3 separate regions of the Mus musculus genome follow, and regions 1 and 2 are each linked to region 3. The links are chromatin contacts, called in public HiCAR-type and HiChIP or PLAC-seq maps. All regions are on one chromosome and are shown on one strand. The core of a region is the stretch at or near the end of the contact, and the rest is flanking DNA. Distances in the headings are between cores, read along the strand shown. Region 1 has its middle 42 kb from the start of Baalc. Region 2 overlaps Baalc (brain and acute leukemia, cytoplasmic). Region 3 overlaps Gm45924 (predicted gene, 45924).

Region 1 (4,263 bases), core at 1,596-4,095, 180 kb before region 3:
TGTTCTTGAAATATGTGAGTATAGCTTTGATTTTTGCAACCTTTATATGAGCTTGAAATGCTTTTTGAAATGCCTTAGACTGTGATCAAGAGGTCCCAGAGTTGATTTGAGCAACTGTACTGAAACAATGCGCTACTCAACTGAATTCATCATCTCTGGTGTGTGTGTGCACACATGCAAGTACACACACGTGTGTGTGTGTGTGCGTGTGTGTGTGTGTATGCATGTTATATCACCTTTTCAAGTAACCTTTTATTACATTTTTTAGGACTTTGCATACGGCTTTAGATTTGGGACTTTAAGATTTGCAACACCGAGAATAGTCAGTGCATGGATTTTTAATTCATATTCAAAACAGAAAAACACAGGTCTGAAGAGCCCAGGCTTTCATGAACCCTCTGGTTCTTGGTGGTGAGAATGTTCTGCGGTGTCTATTTAAATGGTGAGTTCTTTAGGGCATTCACTGGGTAAGTTTCCTGAAGCCTTGCATAATGGCTGGCAGCCCCCTTTCTGCAAAGAAACACCTAATTCACAAAACTAAACCCTGGAACAGAACCTTATTCATCAACTACCCAGATTCAGAACCAACCAGACGTGGAGTGACTTCCTAAAATCCCCCAACTTGGCATTCCAGCCTGTGGCTGTGGCTGACAGTGAAGGAAAGGTGAGCACAGCTCGGAGGGACACGGGGTGATGTGGATTCTTCTCACAGGCAAAAAGCAATACTCCACACTCAGAGAGGAGACTGTCTGAGTCAAGGCCACCTAGAAAAACAGCCACAGCCACAGCCACAGCAGCTCCCCTTGAGGCTATCAGTCAACAGTGGCCTGAACTGAAGGAGTAGAAAGGTCCACCATTCCCTGGAGCCCAAGGCAGGGAGAGCTCCCTTGAGAGAAAAAAAGGTGATGGAATTAATCTTTGGGCACCCCTGCCCCACTGTGGTGCCCCATGTGATGTCTCACCAGTGAAGAGCATGATGTGAGTAATAGTCTCTAACATGTACTTCTTAGCATCCTAATCAGAGGTTATTAGCAACCTGCATAAACTTCCTTCGTTCACACATGGTGGCGCATGCATTAATCCCAGTACTTGGGAGGCACAAGCAAGTAGATTTCTGTGAGTTTGGAGGCCAACCTTGTCTACATAGAGAACTCCAGACCAGCCAGAGACACATAAAAACCAATTCTTTTTTGTTTGTTTGTTTTTTGGGTTTGTTTGTTTGTTTTTTTTTTTTTTTTTTTTTTTTTTTTTCCGAGACAGGGTTTCTCTGTGTAGCCCTGGCTGTCCTGGGACTCACTTTGTAGACCAGGCTGGCCTCGAACTCTTCCTGCCTCTGCCTCCTGAGTGCTGGGATTACAGGCGTGTGCCACCACTGCCCAGCTTATAAAAACCAATTCTTAAAAACAGAAAAGAAAAGTAAAACTTCCTTCCAAGTGAGAAATAAGTTTATATCACTTACTCATTCTTCAGTCATTCACAGCATTGACCATTTGGTATGTGCAGGGTATTTAGAAGTATCTTTGAGGACTGAGATTAACTCACTATCTTTTCTATATTCTATTACTTACTTTGGCCTCAAAGTCAGCGAATCTGAGATTTAATAACACCAAAGATCCATCTAGGACAAGAGGAGACTGGCAGGATGGCCACTAGATGTGGAATCCTGATGGCTGAATCCAATTCATAGGACTCATATGGTACAGGAGAGCGCCTGCTCCCACAAACTGCCCTCTAACCCCTGCTCCCCAAAACACACACTGAATAAGTAAAAGTTAACTTAAAATTTAAAACCAGGCTGGAAAAGTGTCTCAGGCACAAAAAAGACGACTTGCTGTTCTATTATGAGGACCAGGGTTTGGATCACAGCAAACATGTCACAAACATCTGTAACTCTTGAACCCATGGGGTTCAATACCCTCTTCAGGCCTCTGCAGGCACCTGCACACACACTCACACTCACACACACACTCACACATACACACATGCTTACATACATATATACATACATACATATACACACACAGACATACACATACATACACACATATATACACACAGTGCAGGGAGGAAGAGAGGAGAGAGAGGGAATAAAAAGTAGTTAACATTTTAAAATTAAAAGCAAGCATTGTCATTGGAACACAGACAGGCTCGTTTGTGAGTTGTCTGTGACTGAGCTGGCACTGAACAATGAGAAGTTAAGAAACTACCGAAGAAATCGTGTGGTACTCAAGCCTAGAATAATTACTGTCTAGCATTTACAGACATTTACAGCCTCTGGTCTCCATGAGTTCACAGCCAGCAGCAGCAGCATTGACAGGGAGCTTGTGACTAAGCCGTGGGGGCAGGAATGGAAGGTGTTTGGGGCACAGGCAGTGGTACCAGAGCCTCAGCCTAAGCTCTCTGGTTGAGCTGAGTGGGGAGACCCTGCAGGGATGACAAGGATGGAGAGCAAGGCTTCGGTGGGCAGCCTGCCCTCACAGTGGGCAATGGCGAGTCATGACCCTCCGAGAGAATCCCAGCTGAGTCAAAACTTCTTCCAGCAATTGAAAGGCATTGGCATGGAGCTGCGAGGGGGCCAGTCCAAAAGCTGTCATAGGTAAACAGAGATGAGGAGCAGAAGTAGCAGCCATAGAGGAAAGACCACCGGGTTCCAGGTGAGACTGGCCTGCGTTCTAAACCCCTCCCGCCTCTTCCAACCTGCATGCATGTAGACAGGCAGCATCGCCTCTTTGCCTCTGCCATCTGAAAGATGCAAATAACTGGTTACATAGTAACCATGGGATGCTTGGCACTGGAGAGGCACACAGCGAGTGCAAACCATGCTCATGAGACAGTGGCTGCATTTCACGTGCGCGTGCGCACTCATCCCTCATCAGCCCCACCAGCAGGTCTGATTCCTGGCTATACCCTGACTGCCTGGAAAGGGACTCTCAGAGGAAATGACTGAACATGGCCTTGGCTACAGAAACACTTGTTGTTTAAAGTCCTTAAACCCGCATCCCTCCTAGGAAGGGTGCATAGGCCACTGCAGCTTCTTTGTAACCAATGCCATGTCCTGTTGTTATGGCAACCAGTTTTCCTAACAGCCTTGGTATTTTCTACAAACCTTCTGGTTTCCTCATGTACTAAAGCCCACAAGCAAGGAATTTTTATTTTGAAACTTCCACAGGGAATGCAGTGAGCTCTTAAAATTTGCCAACTGGAGCTTCCCTGACAGCTGCCTCCAGGTTGACAGGAACATGGCCCTGCACAAGAAACGTCCACAAGCCCAGCATAGTAGTGCTCACTTTTATCCCAGCACTTGGGAGGCAAAGCTAGGTGTATCTCGGAGTTTGAGACTAACCTGGACTATAGAGGGAGTTCCTGGACAGCCGAAGAGAAATGGGGTGGGGGTGGGGGGAGGAAGGGATTTAGAAAGGGAAGGAGGGGCAAAGGGAGGGAGGGAGGGAGGAAAAGGAAGAGAAAACAAAAGAAAAGAACACAATCAGAAAATACAGACAGAAAGTAACAGGACTTGACCTGCATTTACGATTGTTCTCTCTGCTAGTCTTGAGGGTTGCATACCTCCTGTTAGTCCTCCTGTTAGTCCAGTACTTACTTACGAAGTGAGTTCAAGGACAATCTGGAATCTGGTCTACACAGTGGGACCCTGTCTCAAAGAGATGGGCGGGGGTGGATATTATTCTCCCTGTGACAAGAAAATAAATGCCAAGGGTCACAATGGAAGCTCAGTGGACCCTGATGGTGATGAGTGATCAGCCTGAACCAATGGCACAAATCAGAGCTCTACCATTCCTGATCACAAACTATCCCTGCCCTTTCTTCCCCATACACTGGTGGAATGGAAGTTCCAACCTTTTCAATTCACCCTCTGGGGCTTGAAATGCCCCCTTCTTCCTGACACAGGTGCACTTATGTGGCAAACTGTCTGCAACTTTCTTTTCCTCTCAAGACAAGGTTTCTTTGCATAGCTGTGGCTGTCCTGCACTCTATCTGTAAACCAGGATGGCCTTTAACTCAAGAGATTTGCCTGTCTCTGCCTCCAACATGATGGGATTAAAGGCATGCACCACGGCCGCACACTGGTCTGTGTGTAACTTTTTTTTTTTTTTTTTTTTTTTTTTTTTTTGGTTTTTTGAGACAGGGTTTCTCTGTGTAGCCCTGGCTGTCCTGGAACTCACTCTGTAGACCAGGCTGGCCTCGAACTCAGAAATCTTCCTGCCTCTGCCTCCCGAGTGGTGGTATTAAAGGTGTGGGACACCA
Region 2 (4,391 bases), core at 1,060-3,559, 240 kb before region 3:
CTAGGAACCCAAGTTCCAGAAGACTGAGCAGTGGCCCACACACCCAGCTTATAAAAATATTCAAGTATTTTTCTAGGGTGTTGTGTTATATGCGTTTGCTAGGAATGCCTTCACAGAGTCCCACAGCCCTGGCCATCCTCAGCTACATGGTAAATTCAAGGCCAGACTAGGATACTGAGGCTCTGTCTTTTAAACTCACAACCACCACCACCGTCTTGGGAGCGCTCCAACTCCAGACTGATCACTTGGGACGGTGCCTGCTCGCAAGCAGGAGGACCTGAGTTCCATCTCCAGCACCCACATTAAAAGCTGGGCATGGTGGCCTGTGCTTGTAATCTCTGTGCTGAGAAGGCAAACCAGGCAGATCCCTAGGGCTCGGTGAACAGACAGCCTGCCCTGATTGCTAAGCCCTGGGTAGGTGAGAGACTGCCCCAAAAAGCAAGGAAGGAACTGAAAAGACACCTCAGCATTAAGAGCTCTGGCGATTCTTCCAGATGTACGCTTTCAGATGAACTGGGCTTAATTTCCAGCATGCACATGGTAGTTCACTACTACCTATAAACTCCTTCCTGGCAGATTCAACCAACATCTCCTGGCCTTCAAGGATACCAGGTAGCTCAGGCATACATCGGGCAAAAACATCCACACATATAGCAATATATAATAGACCTAACAGCACTTTAGAAAATGTTCTAAGAGTAAAGCTCTGACTCTTTTTCCTCCTGAGAGAAGGAGATAAAACCCAGGGAAACTACCTTCTCTAAACTGATGCAGGAAATGTTCTTATCACCAGTGACGGGAACTGTAGAGTGCTGCATGAATAATCTCACTATAGACACTTCAACAAGAAACTGGGGTGAGGGTGGAGGGTAGTAGTGAAGAAGAGGTTAGCAGGGGGTGGAAAAGGAATCTGAGAGAGTTGGGGGCATAAATAAGATCAAAATGCAGTCTATATTTTTTGAAAAGCTTTAATGTACTAGAAATTGGCAATAAAGTAGACATGGCCCTTGCTCTTGAGGAGATAATATTTTAGTAGAACAATAAAAACAATAAATAGACAGACAGACAGATGCAATAATTTCCAATTTCTGGCACATCAAAACTTTTTAATAAATATAGTACATGAAAGTGAATAAGCGCATACCTTTAGCTACTGGATCATACTTGCAACTTACCTCCTCAGAGAAATTCTCCAAGATTAGCTACTTCCCAGACTTGTGGAAATGATGAGGGACAATCTGTATTTGAAAGACCCTTATAAGAACAAGAAAACCAGATATTTGGAGAGGGGTTGCACAGCCATGCACCTCAGGCAGGTGACAAAGGCGGAGTTACTATATGTACGTCACACTGGTCTGCAGGCACCAGTTCTAGATATGCAGACATCAGCTCCAGCAAACTTGGTACCAAGGGACCAGGGACAAAGACCTTCCAGTTCTTCAAGAGAAAATGAATTAGGTTTGCTGATGAATTGTAACCTGTAAGAGTAGATTAAATAAAGCAGATGTATATTTCTTGGTTTCAGATGGCCTAAGTATGTACAGTTCTGGGCTCAGGGAGGTTGCATAGAACCAGGAACCCCGTCTTCTTCCGATTTGTTGCTCCGTTTGGCATAGCTTCAAATAGCTTGGTTGCTCCACTGCCAAGGACAGGTGACATACTGTCCCAATGGACCAGTATGTCTGCAGCTTTTCCCTCCACATTCTAAGCAGCAGGAGGAAAAGGAGACTCACAAGTGCAGTGCTTATTATAAATCAATGTATGATTGGCAGAGAAGGAAAGAATGTATATGGAGTTTTCAGTGAGGGGTGCCTGCTGGATCTATGTACATAGAATTCCAATGTTTGTACAGCAGGGCAGCTGAATAAACCATGCCTTTGATCTGATTTCAGCAAAACAGCCCCTCCTTGGAGACCCTGCTTAGAGAAACAGATATGGAGGAGAGGTCTTTCTGTGACACTGGGGAGCGGCCACAAATGGAGGTTAGTTGGTCAAATAGGTCTGAGTGCACTGGGGAGACGGGCAGCTAGAGGAACATCTTGTGAATGCAGGGCATTGGCTGCAACCTAGGTAGCCCTCAGTTCCTAATCTTTAGGCCCAGACACCTATTATAAGGACAGTTTATTCTTTCCTCAATTATGAACTTCTTTCCTGACCTTAACCCAGAGAGCCTTCTCATACAAGGCCAGGCTTACCCTGTCCAGAAGGCTAAGTGATCCCAGGCTGGCCCCAGCTCTCTAATCATAGCCCTCTCCAGTCATCCCCTGTCCTCCTAAGCTTGGGGTTGGCTCAGTTTCAGGGTATGAGACAGTTCTCCCTCTCGATATCTGTTTCAACTATGCTGGACATTCTGAGTCAGGTACGGGAATGGTGAGGAAGCACTGATCGTTGGCTGACATTCCTATCTGGCATCCCAGGTCACCAATTCCTGGCTAAAAAGTTATAAATCCCTCTGTAAGTGTAAGTTAGAGCTAATTGCAGCCCCCATATCTAGTTCATCTAATTCATAGGGCTGTTTGACTTATGTGAAACGCCTTTGTTTCAAAAAATTCTAACCAGCTGTGCATACAGATTTAAGGTTCCAGTAAAGAGCCTCTGTAACCATTCACATATGTTTGAAATTAATGACTTTATTGACACAAACTTCAGAATGGAAAGTGTTATCCCACTAGGATAGTAAGAGTCAGTTCCTGCTTTAAACACACATTTAAAACTTGCCAGATGGAAATTTCAATGGTGTGCCAGATCACAGGCCCTCCCTCCCTCCCTCCCTTCTCCTCGCAGAGTGAGAACGTGTTTCTGTATTTGCAGAGACAACTTTCCCAGATGGTAAATTCCAATGAGCTGAGGCAAACACAGAGTTGGGAAGAGAAGCCGGCCTTAGCCCATGGCCGATAGCATCAACTGGGGAAGCAGCATGTCAAAACACAGCGCACATGCCCTGGAGCGCAAGCCCTTGAGCTTGCAGGATTGGACCCATGGCCAACCCTGTGGAAGGACTCCTGCCCAGCAATGCCGCTGAGGACACAGGAGTCACGGGGCTTGCTTTTGTTTTATTAGTTAAATTGTCAGAACATGAAGTTCCCTAAAAGCCCTTTGACAAGGAGTCAAGATGAGAGAGGTTGGGGGTGGCGGGGGAACTGTGGTGTATACGGCAAAGGAGAAGACATACATCTGTGATTGACAGAAAGCTACCTTTACCTAAGTGTGAGATTCCACTGCAATCATTGGTCTTGTGCCACAGGGTCCGTGTCAGTCTCCTGAGTACCAAGCCTCCTCACAGAGTCAGAAGTACAGTCGTGACTTCCCGACTCCAAATCCCTCTGCGACTGTTACTGTAGCTGGCACAAGGTTGGCAGTGAATCTTAACACTAATAAACATACAGTCTACAGTTCTACTTGTGTTGGAGAAATAAGTCAGAGACAGCAGTGAGCATCTGCATCTTAATCCGCTTGGGTGACTTCTCTTGAACTGTCACGTAAGCATGCCGCCAGACTACTATTGCTGCTAGATGTGAGTTTGTTGGTACAGTTTGATATGACTTGGACCTTAATAAGCCCAAGCATGTTAACAGTCCTTTCAGACTCATGCTGTGTCATACTCTGCAGGAAGGTGTGCTTAGGAATGCTGGGGAAGGGTTCCTATCAAAGCATCGCTTTACCATGTTGGTGCCTGTTTTTCAATACAGTGAGTGCCTTGTTAGACTATGTCAACAGGAATATACATCAACCAGCCTCTGGCTTTCCAAACTAATTACTCTGCAGATACCAAAAATAACATGGTCCTTGGGGCTGTGTACAGAAGGGCCAAAGGGGTATCACGTGTGCCACCATGTGTTCCTAGGTCACTTTCCCCCCTGTGAGTGGTGTCCAGCTGCAAATGACCACCTGACTGAAGGTACAAAGCCCACCAGAACAATAGGGAACTGGAAAGCTATGGGGAAAAGCAACATGAAGCTAGGTCCCAAAGGGAGCAAAGGCCACAGGCATGTGACATTCTGGTTTGGAAGCCAACGCCTGGATGCTAGCCTGGGAGTCCTTTCCAGGTAGAGGAGAAACAGGTATGTGTGTGTGTGTGCGCGCGTGTGCATGTGCGTGTCTCATAGACACCTCTCAAAGACACCGAGTAGGCACCGGGGAGCCAGCACGTGAAGCTGGGACTGATTCAGCTCGTTCCAAGTCTCTCTGGTTTTTTGGATTCTTGTATTTCTGGATTTAGAGTTGGCTGGGAGCCAGCTCTTAAGTGAAAACAGTAAATTTTGTGGTGGCCGTATTTAAAAGGAAAGGAGGAAAGAAGGAGTTTGTCTGCAACCACACACTGAGAAAGCTCTGCACGAGTGTGAGCTCCTTGACAGGGATTCCGTTACTCCAGCCTTTCTGTGCCAGTCACC
Region 3 (4,545 bases), core at 2,027-4,526:
TGAAATCTTTACAAAGTCCAGGGATGGACTAGGAGTAACCCTGGAGCAAGCTTTGCACTGTGTATCAAAACAAGACTCCACATTGGGGCATCCACACTGAGGCCACCTTGTGAACTAGGCCTCACCTTGGATAAGAAAGAAATTGCATTATTTTTACTTTCAAATGTGTTAAAGAATAAATTTTACTTAAATATATTCTATATTCAATCAGATATGCCCACTGCTGGAGACTGAGTATTTGTGTTTTACACCAAAATTTCTTTTGAAACCTAAGCCCTAAGGAGCTAGCATCAGGAAGTGGGGTTGTTGGAAGTGATTAGGTCATAAGGCAGAGTCTTCATAAATAGTATTCTTACTTTGATAAAAAGAGATCCAGAGAATTCAATGGCCCCCTACATCAGTGAGGATACAGAAAAAAGTTGTCAAGGGAGTTTTCCCTGGACCCTGCCACCCTGACATCGAGTTGGGCTCCAGACTCCAGAACTCTAAGAACTAAATTTCCACTGTTGATACGGTACCTGGCCCAAGGTATTTCAATGTAGAATTTAAAATGGATAAAGACAGCCACTTCTATGCACAGTTCGAGTGTAAGCATGCTCTACACTACAGACAGATTAACCACTCTCCATACATTTAATGTGGTCTCTACACTACTGATACATAGTAACCACTCTCCATAAACTTAATATGCTCTCTACACTACTTATACATTGTAACTACTCTCCCGGTACAGTTAATCTACTCTCCACTCTAAAAAGCAGGATAGAACATGAGGATGGGGGAAGGTAGCTCTGTCAATAGAAAATGTTTGCCTTTCGAACCTGGAGTTTGATCCCAGAGCCAACATTGAAAAGGCAGTGGTGGGCAGTGCATAAAAATCCCAGCACCACAGAGGCAGAGACAGGCTCTGATTGACTGACCAGCCTAGTTTAGTCTATGAACTTCAAGCCATAATTTTGTCTCAAAAAGAAAGAAAGAAAGAAAGAAAGAAAGAAAGAAAGAAAGAAAGAAAGAAAGAAAGAGAGAGAGGGGGGGGGAGGGAGGGAGGGAGGAAGGAAGGAAGGAAGGAAGGAAGGAAGGAAGGAAGGAAGGAAGGAAGGAAGGAAGGAAGGAAACAAACGAAAAGAAGACAAACACAACAAGGTAGGCATCAATTGTGGAACAGCATCCCAGGGTGGCCTCTGGTCTCTGCACACCTGCACATACATGTGCACCCATGATGCACACACAGACATAGGTCATGCCCTTCATCTCCAAGGCCCCTCTTGCCCACTGTACTCAGCTCCTCCTGTTCCTGATGCGGAAAGCACGCCTTTTAGTTACTTCCTCTACAGTAGATTAATTTGCTATTGTAGATCACTGTGTGTTGTCTTTTTGTCTGGCTTCTTTGGAGCAGCATACTGTTTTTTGAGAGTCACTAATGTTATTTTGCATGGTGCTAATTGATTTTAATGACAGAATAGCATTCTGTCATATAGATGTACATTTCATTTATCCTTTCTCCTCTTGGTAAGTTGCTTGGGTTGTTTCCAGTTCTGCTACCAAGAACAGACTGTTGTAAACATGATATGAAAGTCTTTCTGTGGGCGCATATACACAATCTCCTGGCTTATATACTCAGGAGTGGAGCAGATCAAAATTTTAATAATATATCAAATGTGAAGCACTGTGGTGCATGCCTTTAGTTCCAGTACTCACAAGGCAGAGGCAGGAAGGAGAATTGCTCTAAGTTTTAGGCCGGCCTGTTCTACCTAGGAGTCCTGGCCAGTGACATGGTCTAGAGAAAGAAAAAAAAAAAAAAAGAAGGTAGGCATGATGGCACATAGCTATAAAACAGAAGAGGAGGTGGGAAGAACTGGAGAGCAAGACCAACCTGGGCTGCTGATTGAGCTTAAGACCATCCTGAAAGACAGGCAGGCAGGCAGACAGACAGACAGACAGACAGACAGACAGACAGACAGATTTTTTTCATATTAACTAAAAGAATGTAGGCCAGGATAGATGGCTCAGCAGTTAAGAGCATAGGCTGCTCTTGTAGGGTTTGATTCCCAGTACCCATATCAGGCCACTCATAATTGTCTATAACTGCAGCTCTGAGGGTCCCACACTTTTTTCAGGCCTCTGCCAGTTTAAGAGACATTTCCAAGAGCTGACAAAATGGTAATAGGGTCTCCAAGGATTTATGTACATTTCTAAGAAGGAAAAATTTACAGTTTTGAGTTTTCTAACATAAATGTTCAAAGAAACAGAAAGAAAAGGAGAAGGGAGAGAGGGCGTTTTTCTTCCTGGTGTGGAACTTGAGGCGCCTGTGTGTGTTGCTGCTGTAGATATTCACCACCACACACAACTCTTGTTTTCAGCAAGATCCGAACCTTATTTTTAATTCCAGACTTCAATGGTTTGTTGGGTGGCGGCCGTGGGGCTAGAATCCAGAGCATCAAGCACAATGAGCCTTGCCCCAGCCCACTCCAAATGCTTCTCAATACAGTGCCCATTAAAGAAAACCTCCAGGTTCCAGCTCTCCAGTAGGAGCCCCAGACTTCGGCATAGATGAGGGGTGAAGCGGAAGCCTCCAACCATTGCAGCCATTGGCTCCTGCGGTGCACTCTGGCCACACTTGGCATCTCTATTCCAACACAGCCCTAAGACAAACTCATGTTTATTCATGAGAAGGCGGCTCCTAGGAAGCTACCCTTCCCTTCCTCCCACTGCTAACTGTTGCTAAGGTCACTACAATCCTTCACAAGCCCCAGAGAAGTCCTTAATTGACCCCTTACCTCTGAAGGCACCCGAGGTCAGGAAGGACACAAGACTGCCTTGGTGACAGGCACTGTTTCAGTCACTCATTAGCTCCAAACATCGGCCATGACCCACACTTCTTAGCTAAGCTGATTTTCCTGTTGTTCTGTCTGAAAAGACATCTGTAAATGGCTCTATTTAAGCATTGCAGTTTCTTTCTCTCAAAAATGCTACCAAGCTCCACATGTTTTTAACTGCAATTGGGTGGCTTCCCTTTCTAATTAACTCAAGTGGCCTCTTCCTGATAATGGTGGCTATAATTATGCAGCACTTAACTCCTGGAGGACTGTTTTACAATTGGAGGACAGACGGACAAGGTGACCTTTTCCACCCTTGTTTTTCTGTGCTTGCTTCTGAGGAAGAGGAAGGCATTACTCTCCACATGCAAAATGGTTTGCACGGTTCAGAGGGACAGCCTGTGAGGCGCCCGCCCGCCCCTGTTCCCTTTATTCTCTTCCTGCGGTGCTCAGTAGCTGAGTCAGTGGGGTCAGGGCTATTGCGCACGTCTTTGGTGATGTGAGACACTGTGGGAGGAGGGACATGGTGATACTGTCATTATTGAAAATCACTTCCACCCACCAGCTGAGTCACTGGGACGTCACTACTTAGGATTCTGCATCAGTCTCAAAAATATCCCTCTGCAGAGCTTTCCTCTCTGCGGGGCCTGCCTGCTGCTCCGCTCTGAGGAAAATGCTGGTCTCCACAGAAAGCCCTGCGTCTGCACTGCCACGCCCATACGGTGCTGCCCTGCCCACCAGTGCAACACCAGACCTGTCCTATATGAGTTCTGACGGAGGCCAAGCAAATAACCTGAACTTTGCACGAAGATTCGAGGAGGCTGAAGAAGACCTCATTCATCTAAGAAAAGAAGCCAGGCGTAGAATCTAAGTTCCCTCCCTCTCAGCCTTGCTCTGAACTATAACAGAGGGGTAAAGACCTGGAGTCTGAAATAAGGATCTCTCCCCGAAATCCCATCAGTGGTAACATAGCACTCTGCTGAAATGACTGGGTTGCCTTCACTCAACCGCAGACTTCAGAACAAACTAGAGTGCCCCGCCCCCAGACCTTTTTTCTTGTTTTCAGATCACGAGTAATAATCACTCCCAGCTCCTCCAAGTTCAGACCGAGAGCTTTCCTACAAACGCTTGGCTGCTTTCCAGACCACCACTGAGAGTCCAGAAGGAAAAGTAATTTGCCACATGGTGAGGTGGTAGGGACGGGTGGTTAAGGTCTCAACTTTGGAGCCAGACAGACTGGAGGAAGACTGATAGGCGCGCCATTGGGCGTGGGGGGAGATAGGGCATGGGGAAGAGCTGACTAGGTTCTCAGTTTCCAGCCACCATTATCACCACGGGGCTGTTCTGAGGATTAAATGAGATGATGACCAAAGCACTCAGTGTAGGGTGACATTTACCAAACCCTCTGCAAAGGTCACAGCTGCTACTGTGAATTTAGGATAATTACCCCCCAGTCTCGTGCCTGGCAGTGGCTGACCCTGGTCAGATACTGTGAATGCTGGGTCTGGTCTCACTTTTGAAGACTTTTCTGTAATGGCTTTTGTGCAGGAGAGTCCTGGGTCTGAAGCCACTGAGTTACACTCTCAGGCCTAGGCAGGTTTTTTTTTTTTTCCCCTCCAAAAATAAATTATTTAAGTTTTAATAATTATTTAAATATATGTTAAATTTAAAATATGGTATTCTATTTTTGAGCAGTTTTTAGAATCATGTTGGCATAGCAAATCTTTAC

What was found. HiChIP or PLAC-seq counts read pairs in DNA pulled down with a chosen protein or histone mark. HiCAR-type assays count read pairs that join an accessible place to other places.
Region 1: a contact with region 3 is called in a HiCAR-type map of astrocytes, with 5 times the contacts expected there. The contact joins two enhancer-like sites. A contact is called at or near these places in 1 of 15 datasets of contacts at CTCF or cohesin (the NIH/3T3 cell line), 8 of 484 Hi-C or Micro-C datasets (CD8 T cells, the HPC-7 cell line, bone marrow-derived macrophages and 5 more) and 18 of 115 datasets of contacts at active chromatin or transcription factors (CD4 single positive thymocytes, the NIH/3T3 cell line, astrocytes and 11 more).
Region 2: a CTCF HiChIP or PLAC-seq map of the NIH/3T3 cell line shows a contact between it and region 3, with 16 read pairs. The contact joins two enhancer-like sites. A contact is called at or near these places in 1 of 15 datasets of contacts at CTCF or cohesin (the NIH/3T3 cell line), 3 of 484 Hi-C or Micro-C datasets (the N1E-115 cell line, bone marrow-derived macrophages and embryonic fibroblasts), 8 of 115 datasets of contacts at active chromatin or transcription factors (bone marrow-derived macrophages, craniofacial prominence, embryonic basal ganglia and 5 more) and 1 of 9 other capture datasets (embryonic stem cells).

Annotation. Positions count from the first base shown.
Region 1 is chr15:38,889,358-38,893,620 of GRCm38.p6, reverse strand. No RefSeq gene overlaps it. Among named protein-coding and RNA genes, the nearest start is that of Baalc, 42 kb to the left of the region's middle. Within about 2 kb of position 2,845, at least 33 of the 459 cell types and tissues checked have an H3K27ac peak or open chromatin away from gene starts, as enhancers often do. A contact at or near this core is called in astrocytes, where this site is marked.
Region 2 is chr15:38,949,484-38,953,874 of GRCm38.p6, reverse strand. It overlaps Baalc (brain and acute leukemia, cytoplasmic), which reads right to left. Exons shown (of 2, transcript NM_080640.6): 2 at 2,611-4,391. Among named protein-coding and RNA genes, the nearest start is that of Baalc, 18 kb to the right of the region's middle. Within about 2 kb of position 2,309, at least 88 of the 459 cell types and tissues checked have an H3K27ac peak or open chromatin away from gene starts, as enhancers often do. A contact at or near this core is called in the NIH/3T3 cell line, craniofacial prominence, embryonic fibroblasts and 2 more, where this site is marked.
Region 3 is chr15:38,709,147-38,713,691 of GRCm38.p6, reverse strand. It overlaps Gm45924 (predicted gene, 45924), which reads left to right. Exons shown (of 3, transcript NR_131206.1): 3 at 1-209. Among named protein-coding and RNA genes, the nearest start is that of Gm45924, 17 kb to the left of the region's middle. Within about 2 kb of position 3,276, at least 264 of the 459 cell types and tissues checked have an H3K27ac peak or open chromatin away from gene starts, as enhancers often do. A contact at or near this core is called in the NIH/3T3 cell line, astrocytes, craniofacial prominence and 3 more, where this site is marked.